4 separate regions of the Zea mays genome follow, and all the other regions are linked to region 1. A link is a contact called in public Hi-C data. All regions are on one chromosome and are shown on one strand. The core of a region is the stretch at or near the end of the contact, and the rest is flanking DNA. Distances in the headings are between cores, read along the strand shown.

Evidence for each region. A called contact is a pair of places that touch in the nucleus more often than the background predicts.
Region 2: a contact with region 1 is called in a Hi-C map of leaf, with 2.5 times the contacts expected there. The contact joins the promoter of LOC100272660 here to the promoter of LOC103650540 in region 1. A contact is called at or near these places in 9 of 25 Hi-C or Micro-C datasets (bundle sheath, ear, leaf and 3 more).
Region 3: a contact with region 1 is called in a Hi-C map of ear, with 3 times the contacts expected there. The contact joins the promoter of LOC100381433 here to the promoter of LOC103650540 in region 1. A contact is called at or near these places in 3 of 25 Hi-C or Micro-C datasets (ear, endosperm and tassel).
Region 4: a Hi-C map of ear shows a contact between it and region 1, with 2.6 times the contacts expected there. The contact joins the promoter of LOC103652180 here to the promoter of LOC103650540 in region 1. A contact is called at or near these places in 2 of 25 Hi-C or Micro-C datasets (ear and tassel).

Annotation. Positions count from the first base shown.
Region 1 is chr3:129,231,844-129,234,394 of Zm-B73-REFERENCE-NAM-5.0, reverse strand. It overlaps LOC103650540 (nuclear export mediator factor NEMF), which reads left to right and starts at 1,287. Exons shown (of 14, transcript XM_008676116.4): 1 at 1,287-1,677; 2 at 2,352-2,464. The coding sequence starts at 1,573.
Region 2 is chr3:128,790,852-128,793,402 of Zm-B73-REFERENCE-NAM-5.0, reverse strand. It overlaps LOC100272660 (MYB transcription factor), which reads right to left and starts at 1,264. Exons shown (of 3, transcript NM_001147118.1): 1 at 878-1,264; 2 at 613-742; 3 at 1-525. The coding sequence starts at 998. The coding sequence ends at 24. It also overlaps a transcript of LOC100273435 not described here.
Region 3 is chr3:129,612,292-129,614,842 of Zm-B73-REFERENCE-NAM-5.0, reverse strand. LOC100381433 (Boron transporter 1) reads right to left here and starts at 1,263. Exons shown (of 12, transcript NM_001174274.1): 1 at 865-1,263; 2 at 587-669; 3 at 302-494; 4 at 67-205. The coding sequence starts at 968.
Region 4 is chr3:129,564,958-129,567,508 of Zm-B73-REFERENCE-NAM-5.0, reverse strand. It overlaps LOC103652180 (two-component response regulator ORR6-like), which reads right to left and starts at 1,263. Exons shown (of 2, transcript XM_008677818.1): 1 at 895-1,263; 2 at 27-77. The coding sequence starts at 1,263. The coding sequence ends at 27.

The DNA of each region.
Region 1 (2,551 bases), core at 38-2,537:
AACCACACTTAATAATGAAATTACAAGCGCACAGAACTGAGAAACTATGATCATCTCTTATCTCTTAGATAAAAAATATGTAAAGAAACTGAGGTAAACATGAGCTGCCTGTAAAAGTTGTTTTTTACTGGTGGTTCTATTAGCCACTACAAACTTAATTTACCACACTATTCCAATGAAGACCAGAAACACATATATGGCCGGAAGGTACATGAAGACCATTTAAATCTGGGATCATTCGAACACACAATGGGTACAGATGAAAGGATTACGCGGTCGTCTCCTAGGAAAAAATACAAGGGAGAAAAATAAAGCTGGCCAGATTATAATCCATATAGAACATGTGGAAAATGTATATCCTATCTATCCCGTGTCTTGGCTCACACACAATCAAATTCAGAGTATCAAACCATATAATTATTTGCGCCCATTTCAGCTTTCACATCAAAGCATAAAGAATCAACAAAATAAATTCAGATTGCATACATACAAGAATAAAGCATAGTTAAGGAGGAAAACAAGAAATAACCGATCTAACTTATCTGTGCCGCCTCACTGCTAGTACTAAACCTATTGATCTTGGCATGTGACTTTTTATTACAAAATATCTCTAGATTAATTTTACCGTGGATTGTATGTATTAACTCGGCCACAACACTGCTATTAAAAATTGCTGGATCGTAGCAGGAATTTATAATAATCTTGGCATGTGACGCTAGTAGAGGGAAGCATAGTTAATATCCCTGGATTGGAGGAGGCAGATCTTGGAGGAGGCTGATTATAATACCTCACTGCTAGTACCGAGCGGAACTTGAAAGAGAGCAGAGGAGATGACAGAGCATGTGTGAGTAGAGGAAGAACGTAGGGAGAACGCAGATGAGAGCACAAACCCTAGACCACGTCGTCTGTGGAGGAGGGAGCAGTCGAGACCGCGTCGAGGGAGGGAGGACTGGGGATGACTGCGGCGGCGTTGTGGACGACGACAGAGTGGACGGAGGCAGCAGAGGAAGTCCGACTCGCGTCACCGTGCCAGCGTCGCTCGCGCCGCCTCCCCCTCGTATGCGGGGAAAGCTGTCCGGCCTCGCGGCTGGTGGAAAGCTGCCCCGGGTATTTTGGTCGGGTCGAGGGAGAACGGGCCCGACAGATTGGCTTCCAAATAGGCCGGAAATTTTCCCTGGGCGCTATTTTCACGCGTGCTTCGCTCCCCCGGAAAAGGCCGGGTTCCCTTCCGGAAATCTGACTGCCAAACTAGTCCTTAATGACACAGTTAAAACGAGGAATATAACGGATACGCGACCTGCGGCCCACCTCAGTAACAAAACGGGCCGAAGATAATGATCCACGGACCACGGACCGGCCCATCTCGTCCTAGCGGCGGCGGCGGCGGCGTCCTTCACCGCTCCAGGTCCAGGTGGGCGGCCGCGACCAGAGTCGTGCCCGAGCCCGACTCGAGCCGACGAGGAGAGAGCTCAGGAGGCGGCGGAGAGAAGGGAGAAAATCCCCGGTAGGGAGGGGGGAAGGAAGCCAAAGGCCCAAAGGTCTCGGCGCTGCCGTAGTACCGGCTGAGGCAAGATGGTGAAGGCACGAATGACGACGACGGACGTGGCGGCGGAGGTGAAGTGCCTCCGCCGCCTCATCGGCATGCGCCTAGCCAACGTCTACGACATCACCCCCAAGGTTAATCGGGTCCCCGTCCCCTGCCTTCCCTGCCCCGCCTGCCGCGAACCCTAGTCACTGCCCCGCTTGGGCGCAGGTTGGATGGGAAGGGGCCACTCCTTGACACCCCCGCGCCGCCGCCCGCGATCGGTAGAGGCGTGGCGCACGAAGCGAATCTGTAATTCTGTACTGGATTTCGGTCTGCTCGACCAGTGGTGCTGCCACCTAGCAGACTTTATCGTGAGCCCAGGGCATAGAGAACTTCGTAGTTTAATGTCCCGTATGCTATGGGATTTTGCTTGTGTTGTTTTTCAGTAGCTGATGTAGCCTGTGCTTACATGTAAAATTCGACATAATCAATAGATAACGCTATGAACTGGCTCGCTGAGGCTGTCGATGCACATTTTAGGTGCAGTTTTGTGGGATACAAGATCCTTGTGTTTCGCTTCAATAGTATGTTGTCAGGATCAACCAGGTGGTTCTTGCCTTTTGATCTGTTCTGAGTTCTGAGTAAAGCATAGCTGCCTGAATTCTTTGGGTCATTAATAAAAAGTATTGTATTACCAGTACATCATACAAACAGATCATGTTGTTCTTGGCAGTCTTATATCGTATTTGTGTTTTACTATATACATGACGATACTTGTACAGAACTACAGATGTAATTTTAGTAGCATCTTTCTGCATTTGGACAGACATACCTTTTCAAGCTGATGAACAGCAGTGGGATTACTGAATCAGGGGAAAGCGAGAAGGTCTTGTTGCTCATGGAGAGTGGTGTCAGGTTCCACACCACCCAATACGTTCGGTGAGCTTCAGATTCTACTCACTGCCCTGATTGATGTTTGCTTCATCACCCTGTTCTGTAACATTAATGTCTAGACCCTTGTGTGTA
Region 2 (2,551 bases), core at 15-2,514, 440 kb after region 1:
CTTCTGCTAGGATGGTGTATAACTTAGTAATCAGACCCAATATATATGGTATCAGAAGCAGGGGTCAGCTCCTTCACTATATAACCAAATTGTGGTGCCATCTTGATCTCATCGTCAAGCTTCCAGCAGACCTCTGGGTAGTATTCCCAGACGGTAGGTGGTGGCAGAGGGGTGGCAAGGCTGCTGCACACATTTTCGTTCCCTCCAACAAAGCCCACCTCCGAGGGCACCTCTGGCGCCTCAATTTCCATCCATATCTGGTCCATGGGATAGCCATCCATGTCCGGATGGGTGCCCTTCAGGATGCTTGTGATGCAGCCACTGCCACCATGAAGCTCCTGTCCCTTAACTCCAATGATTGATGGAGTATCTGGGTAGCCTGACTGGTAACTCAGTGAAGATGAGGATGATGATGGAGACATGTTCCTCTTCCTCTCCTGTGCTTTCTTCCTCATGTGTGTCCTCCAGTAGTTCTTGATCTCATTGTCAGTGCGCCCTGGCAAGCGCCGTGCTATCCTGGACCACCTGTTTAGGAGAAGTTATTGGACATGTCAATCAAATTTTAGAGAAAACAGTCATTTTGTTCTTTTGATTGTCTTTTGGTGATCAGACCTGTTTCCCCACCGAGCGTGCAGCTCAAGGATGAGGCGCTCTTCATGGGGAGACATGCGCCCACGCTTGAGGCCAGGGTGGAGGTAGTTGACCCACCGCAGCCGGCAGCTCTTGCCTGTCCGGTTGAGTCCTGCATGAATGAAGATACAGAAAGGGAGAGGGGAAGCAAGAATAGAGTCGGTTAGAGAGGTTGATACTTGCTTTTGCGACTTAGCGCGATGACTTCAATTTAGCTACCTAATTTGTGGATCCCCACCCCTCAAACCTGATACTTTGGCAATGAAATCCCAACGACGTTCACCGAACAGACGGACAGTGCATACCAGTTGCAGGTCCTCCTGCTCTGTCCATGGCCCCTTGCGAGTCTCCTCTCTCACTGTCACCATATCGCCTATGCGATATGATGAAACTAACGCTGCTCACTCCTACCTTGTATCGGCTGGGAGCCGGTCTTCTTGCTCTTCTTTCTCTGTGTGCTTGTTGGCTCCAGTTTCAGGATTATCTTGTTGAAATCCAGTCTGTTTGTGAGGAAGAGGAGAGGAAGAAGAAAGCTAGTACAGAGAAGAGTATGCCACTTTGTCTTAGTTGCCTACTGGTTTGGTGGCTTACTGGCTTTTGCCTCTCATTTATAGGTAAGAGGGGGAGGTCTTGGTGGCCAGGTGATATGGTGGGTGTGATTTGGAGCTCCCTAAAGATCCTATATTCCACCATTTGGGTTGCCCTCAGATTCTAACTGATAAAGTAGCTTTTTTAATTGGCTCATGTTGCGCATATTGTATTGCAAAATCATAGGTGTGCATGTTAGGACATCAGCTTTATTGACGTCTGGAATTTGCAGAGGTATATTCTTGCTTTTTGTTAATAAACTACAGTATACAATAAAAGTTAATTTATTTGTTTACCGTTCATGTATTTTGAGATTATTGTCCCCATATGTCTTATTCATAAATCTACCTGAAACTTAGCTTTGAATTTCTTCATAAATCTTTGCTATGGTGAGGTCACTCTGGTAGAAGCTTTTATGCGTATTAAAAGGCTACTACCTCCGTTCCAAATTAACTTTGATTATACTTCACTTTATTTTTGCCCTGAAGTAAACTTTCTCTGACTTTGGCCAAATTTTTACAAAAATCTACAAGTTGAAGTAGATGCACTGTCAAAACATATTTTATGAAGAATTTAATGAACTAATTTGATACTGTAGATGTTGATGTATCTTTCCATAAATATGGTTAAAGTTAGAGAAGTTTTGATGGACAATATTTTGTACGGAGTACAGTGTACTAGTACATACTTTTACTGGCTAGTTAATCCAGTTACTACTAACACTGTATTGGACCAGTATACAGTTAAAGGGCACTCGCCGTGTAGTTGAGGGTAAACTTTTTTTTTTTGGTTTCATCAGACGAAGACATTTTTTTTCTGCCTGAGTAGTTCTTAAAGTCTGTATCACTGGTTGAAGCAAATACGGCAGAATTTTCTACTTTTGATATACTAGCGTTTCAATAATATGATGCTTTCTGAAGGTATATGCTTGTTCCTTCTTTTATTTTCTTTTTTTCCGATTGGATGTGTGTTTTTATTTTTGCTTCTCGACAAAAGAAAAGTGACTGTGCTTATCAACTTTTTGGTGCTTTGGTTGATGAAACACTACGCGTGGGTTAACTAGGAATACCATCTTATTTCTATTTATCAATCAGACACATGGTACATCTACTATGAAAGCAGATAGATACATAAAGCGCTTCAGATGCTATACATTCATTTTCTCTTGGGAACCATATTTTCCCAAGGGTTTTTCGTTTCCCCAAGAGAAATTAGTTCATTTTCCTTTGAGAAATTAGTTCATTTTCCTTTAGGAAATTGAAAATCCCATGGGAAAATGTGGTTGCCAAACTAGCCCTCACTCAGTGTTTTTGCCGGCATGAAGTTGCAACTT
Region 3 (2,551 bases), core at 14-2,513, 380 kb before region 1:
TCTGCATCAGCATAAGGTTAAGCAGCAAATGGCTTGAAACCGAAAAGCCCTGCAGCTTTCACCAACCTTGATAGCCTGCTGCATGAAGAGCATAGCGATCAGAAGCCCAAACAGCTCGCCAGCGACGCGGGTGAACCGGTTGATGATGGAGCACGCGCCTAGTATGGCCAGCAAGAAGAGTAGGATGGCAGTCCACACGCAAACCCTGCACGCGTACATGACACACGGCAAGGATCAGCTGAAACAACGTCCAAATCTGCAATAGAATTCTCAGCCAGCACACACAGCAAGGATGACCTACCAACCGGTCCAGGCCAGGAACAGACTCCGCCCGAGGTCGGGCCTGTCCTTGGCGAAGCTGAACATGAATGTGTACATGAGCACCGTCGGTTCGGCGACTCCCAGGATCAGCAGCGGCTGCCCTCCCACGATGGAGTGGATTACGCCGCACAGCGCAGTGGATGCCAACGTCTGCACTGCCGTGAGGACTCCATCTGCTCACAAAATAAGCTCCTCTGCTCACCCACTGTACTGACTGAAACTAACGCCACCAAGTACAAGTTTTGAATCCCCCTGTTTTATTTACCAGTGTTCCTCTCCAATTGCTCCCCGAACGATATGACCGGTATCGCGGACGCGAAGAATATGTAGGTCGTCGGCGCCAGGATCCTGAAACACTCCCAAAAAAGCACTCCTTTTCATTCAAGATCTTGGGGGCAGGCAAGAACAAACAAACTTGAGAACAGCAACAGAAGGACATCGCAGCCAGTTTCAAGGTTTTGGCGCCATAGTGGTGATACCGAACTTGTAATCCTAAACAGCACAATGCAAGATTGTTGCGAGCAAAGATTAGATTAGCCTTACCTGATACCGGCACGGAACCCTCCGGCCCAGTCCTGCTTGTAGCAGGCGAGCCTCCCGTGGAGGTCGTTCTTGATGCCCCGCAAGGGCACGAAGCTCTCCTCCATTGAAGGGCGTCGCTTTTTTCTCAGACACAAGAAGATCTGAGGATGTATTCTGGATGGTCTCCCACTCCGGGTGTGAAGTGAGGCCCTTGCTTACATCTTGCGGCGGATGGAGCAGGAAGAAACGCTACCGGTTTGGAATCTCGCGATGCATTTAGCGCGGGTCCATGGAGGGAGACGAAGGCCGAGGCTACGAACGGAAGGGGAGCATAGAGAGCACAGGAAGCGGGCTGATTGCCGACGAGGGAGAGAACGGCAAGGTCCAGAGAGAGAGAGAGAGCAGTAGAGCGAAAGGGAGGTAACCGCTACAGAGCAACGGAGTTGCGATAGAGGGCAGATATATAGGAAGTGGCAGGGGAGGGGCACACCACTGTCAATTCACAAAGAGAAATCTTGGTAGAAAAAAATTTAAAGCAAAAAAGTTATCTGAGGAAAAAAAATGCATTGCTCGAGAACTGTTGCAGCGAGTCTTGCTGAATGCTGAGCTCTGCGCACGCAAAGCAAAAGCACAAGAGGGCTCCAGTGGGGTGTGTCACTGGTGGGCTTTGTGATCATGTAACTGCTGCAGCAAGTGTCGGAGCTAATTTTATTTTATCTACCACTGTATTGTTAAGTTCAGAAGGAAAAGGAAAACCGGGGGAGGGGGGGGGGGGGGGGGGGGGGGGGTGGTCAGCAAGAGGACAAATAATAATTTTTTGGTTTTGTTCACTCGGATGGCAAGGCAGGGCCAGAATGCCAGGGCAGCTCTGGCTCAGCTGTCTGCTGTCCAGGGGAAGAGAAGGACCCAACGAGCTTCGCTATTACCAAATAAATATTACTAAATATTAGTTATTTTAGTATTTTGATAGATTTATACCATATTTAATATATGTGTTTTATATATATATCTAGATTTATTGACATCTGGTTGAACATATACATAATAAAATTTAACTGCTACGACGACTAATATTTTAACACAGACTAGTCGGTTGCCCGTGCGTTGCGACGGCTTATAACAATACCTATATATCTTATCAACAAAAAAATTTAAGATTTTTTATTGATCGTATCCGCTCTCCATATAATATTTTTTGATTTAGCTAACCGATGTTATTATTTACTCCATCCAATATGTCTTGGTACAACACGGTCAATGAAGTGAGCGATTAGAAGAAAGTTCACAACGACTGACTGAACAAACAAAGATTGTAAAATGACATAATTCCACAATACAGAGACCAAATAAGAGAAAGTTTGTGAGCTCAAGTTTCTAAAATAAGTCACATAAACTCAAACTTATAAAAAGATAGATCAAAATATGAAGTGTTTGCTAAAGTCAGGCATCAATAAAAACTGGATGCGCTCCATATAAATTATGCTACTTTGTAGCAATTACTAACATTTAAAACCAATAAATAACCTTTCATTTTACTGTTATTGTGACAAATTATTGTTGCTCCATCCAATTCAGCAACATCAAACACCATGAAGTCCATTGCGTCAATGTGGTCTCAGAAACGACCTAATGCTTGCAAGAGCCAAGAACGTCGTGCCGTGCTTGGGCTGTAGCCTCGGCCCGTAGTGCTGGTCCGGCTCGACACGAT
Region 4 (2,551 bases), core at 14-2,513, 330 kb before region 1:
AGTTACGGGAGGAAACAAATTCTCATTTACAGCCGCTCGTCCACGTTCGTATCTGTGATATTGGCGGCGGTTAACGACTGCATAACGATGCATAAATAAACCGTTTACGACTGCATAACGATGTGTAACATGATAGCATAAACCATGCATTATATAAATCTTGACCGGTTTGATATAAGGAAAGACGTGCTGCATAATCGCGTAAATAAAGGGACAGTTACGGTTTGAGGAGCATTAGTAGAAGGAAATAAATTTTAATTTACAACCGCAGTTCGCGGGTTCTGCTCGGGCGGATTCTAGCGTAAAACGTGAGCTAAAACAACGTAAATGAGTACGAAATTTAGCGTAAATGATATATATGTTTTGTAACAGCAAACGAAGCCCAAAATTACGGCGTGAAAATCGCGTGCACCCAATCGTGCGCGGGTTCTGGCTAGGGCAGATTCCGGCGTAAAACGTGAGCTAAAACTGCGTAAATGAATACGAAATTTACGTAAATTATAGACATGTTTCGTAACAGCTGGGGTCCGAAAATTACGGCGTGAAAATTGATCACGTTCGATCGTGCACGGATTTTGGCTTGGTCAAATTTCAGCGTAAAACGTGAACCAAACAGCGTAAATGGGTACAAATTTTATCGTACATCATAAATCTATTTCTTAACGACGAATGTGGCCTAAATTACGACGTGAAAATCGCGCTCCGATCGTGCTCGGGTTCTAGGTCAGGTGGATTTAAGCGTAAAACGTGATCCGAAACAGCGTAAATGGATACGAATTTTAGCGTAAATCAATGATCTATTTTGTAACGACGAATGTGGCACTTGCTTTTTAGTGGAAGCGTAAAATGCAATAAGATATATCGTAAAATTTTGTTTGAAAATGTATAAATCACGATGGTCATAGACGACATGATGACAACGTAGATGCCCCTGAGCGTCGCCGACTCCTTGACGCGCTTGAGCAGCTCGTACCCGGTCATCCCAGGCATCCAGTAGTCGGTGATGATCATGCTGACGTCAGGGAGCAGGCCCATCGCGAGCAACTCCAGCGCGCGCGTCGCCGACTCCACGGCGGTCACCCTGTACCTGGAGCCGCGCAGGATCCTGGCGATCGCGGCGCGGTCCACGGATTTGTCGTCCACCGCCAGCACGTGCTTCTCCAGCTCCGACGCGTCCATGGGCACCACCGACTTCCTGCTGTCGTTGGCCTTGGGTGCAAGGGACGGCGCCACAGATTCTGGAGCGGCGGCGGCGGTGGCCATCGCAGAGATGGACGGGACAATCGCCGTTGTCGTCAGGCCTAGGGTGCGCTGTCGTCGTCCGTCTGCTTCGACAGTGCCGTCACTGCTTGCCCGCCTGCCTCGGAGCGTCGTTGTCGCTCGTTCCTGGTGGAGCGCCGCCGTCGGTCTCCTGCCTCGAGGCGACACCGCTGCTGGCCCCCAGGATCACCGCCGCTCGCACGCCCGAGGGAACCGCCGCCGCCGCTAAAACCTAATCCCTGGCGGCGTGGGGGTGTTTTTATAGTGTCGGCGTGGGACTGAATAATTGTGAACGCGTGGGCCGGGCCGTGGGCCCGATGCACGTAATATGCGCAGACTATATTTGCATAAACTGATACACACATCAACATAACTCGTATTATAATTTAGCGTAAGCACATTTAGGTACAATAAGCCAAAAAGGGTCCGGTGCGGTCTGCGCACCTGGTCGGGGCTTCCTGTAGTTAAATAGAGCCCAGAGCTCTAAATACTATATATATATATATATATATATACCACTCTATTAAGAACTTAATATGGGCACCTGATGCTACCACAGCTTTACCCTCACTCAGCTACTGCCCGCCCTATGGACACGCTGACACCTTAGGCCCACCCCCACACTCTCTGACTGGTTCTCCCGCCACTCTCTCAGGGACTGCCTTGTGGACCCAAGCACCCGCTCAGAACCCGACCCCACCCTACCACACCGCGCAAAAAAGTGCAGAGCGAACACTCGAACCCACACTCCTAGCTCAAAAAATTTGGGGCTAACATGACCATATGTACCTTAGTGTTTAGAAACAAACAATATATATTTGAATAAATATCTTAATACCTATTTATATGATATATAAAAACCGTAGCAAAGCACGAGTATAACACCCTGAATTTAGGGGCATAAAATTTCTTCTCTAAATACCTAGCAAATTCAGGTTACTTCTTTTCTCACTTCTACAGTGTTTCTTTTCTATTCTCTTTAATAGGATTTTGGGTTAATTATGTGGGAGATGTATTATTTTCTTGAGAATATCAAAACCTAGGGTATATGTGAATGTTTGCATCATGCTGAGACTAGATTATTCCTTTTTGTTTGATGACATGTTTGAATTATATGTATTTGAATTGTGGTTGAATTTGATTTGAATTCCATAGAGAAAATAAAAAGAAAAAAAATTAGAAATTCAGGAAAATAGAAAAAACCGTTTTCAGCCCGGTCGGCCCAGTTTAGCCTAGCTAGGCCGCGCGCTCGCCTCGCTCTCGCAGGCGGTCCCCGCCTTTCAGCACCAGC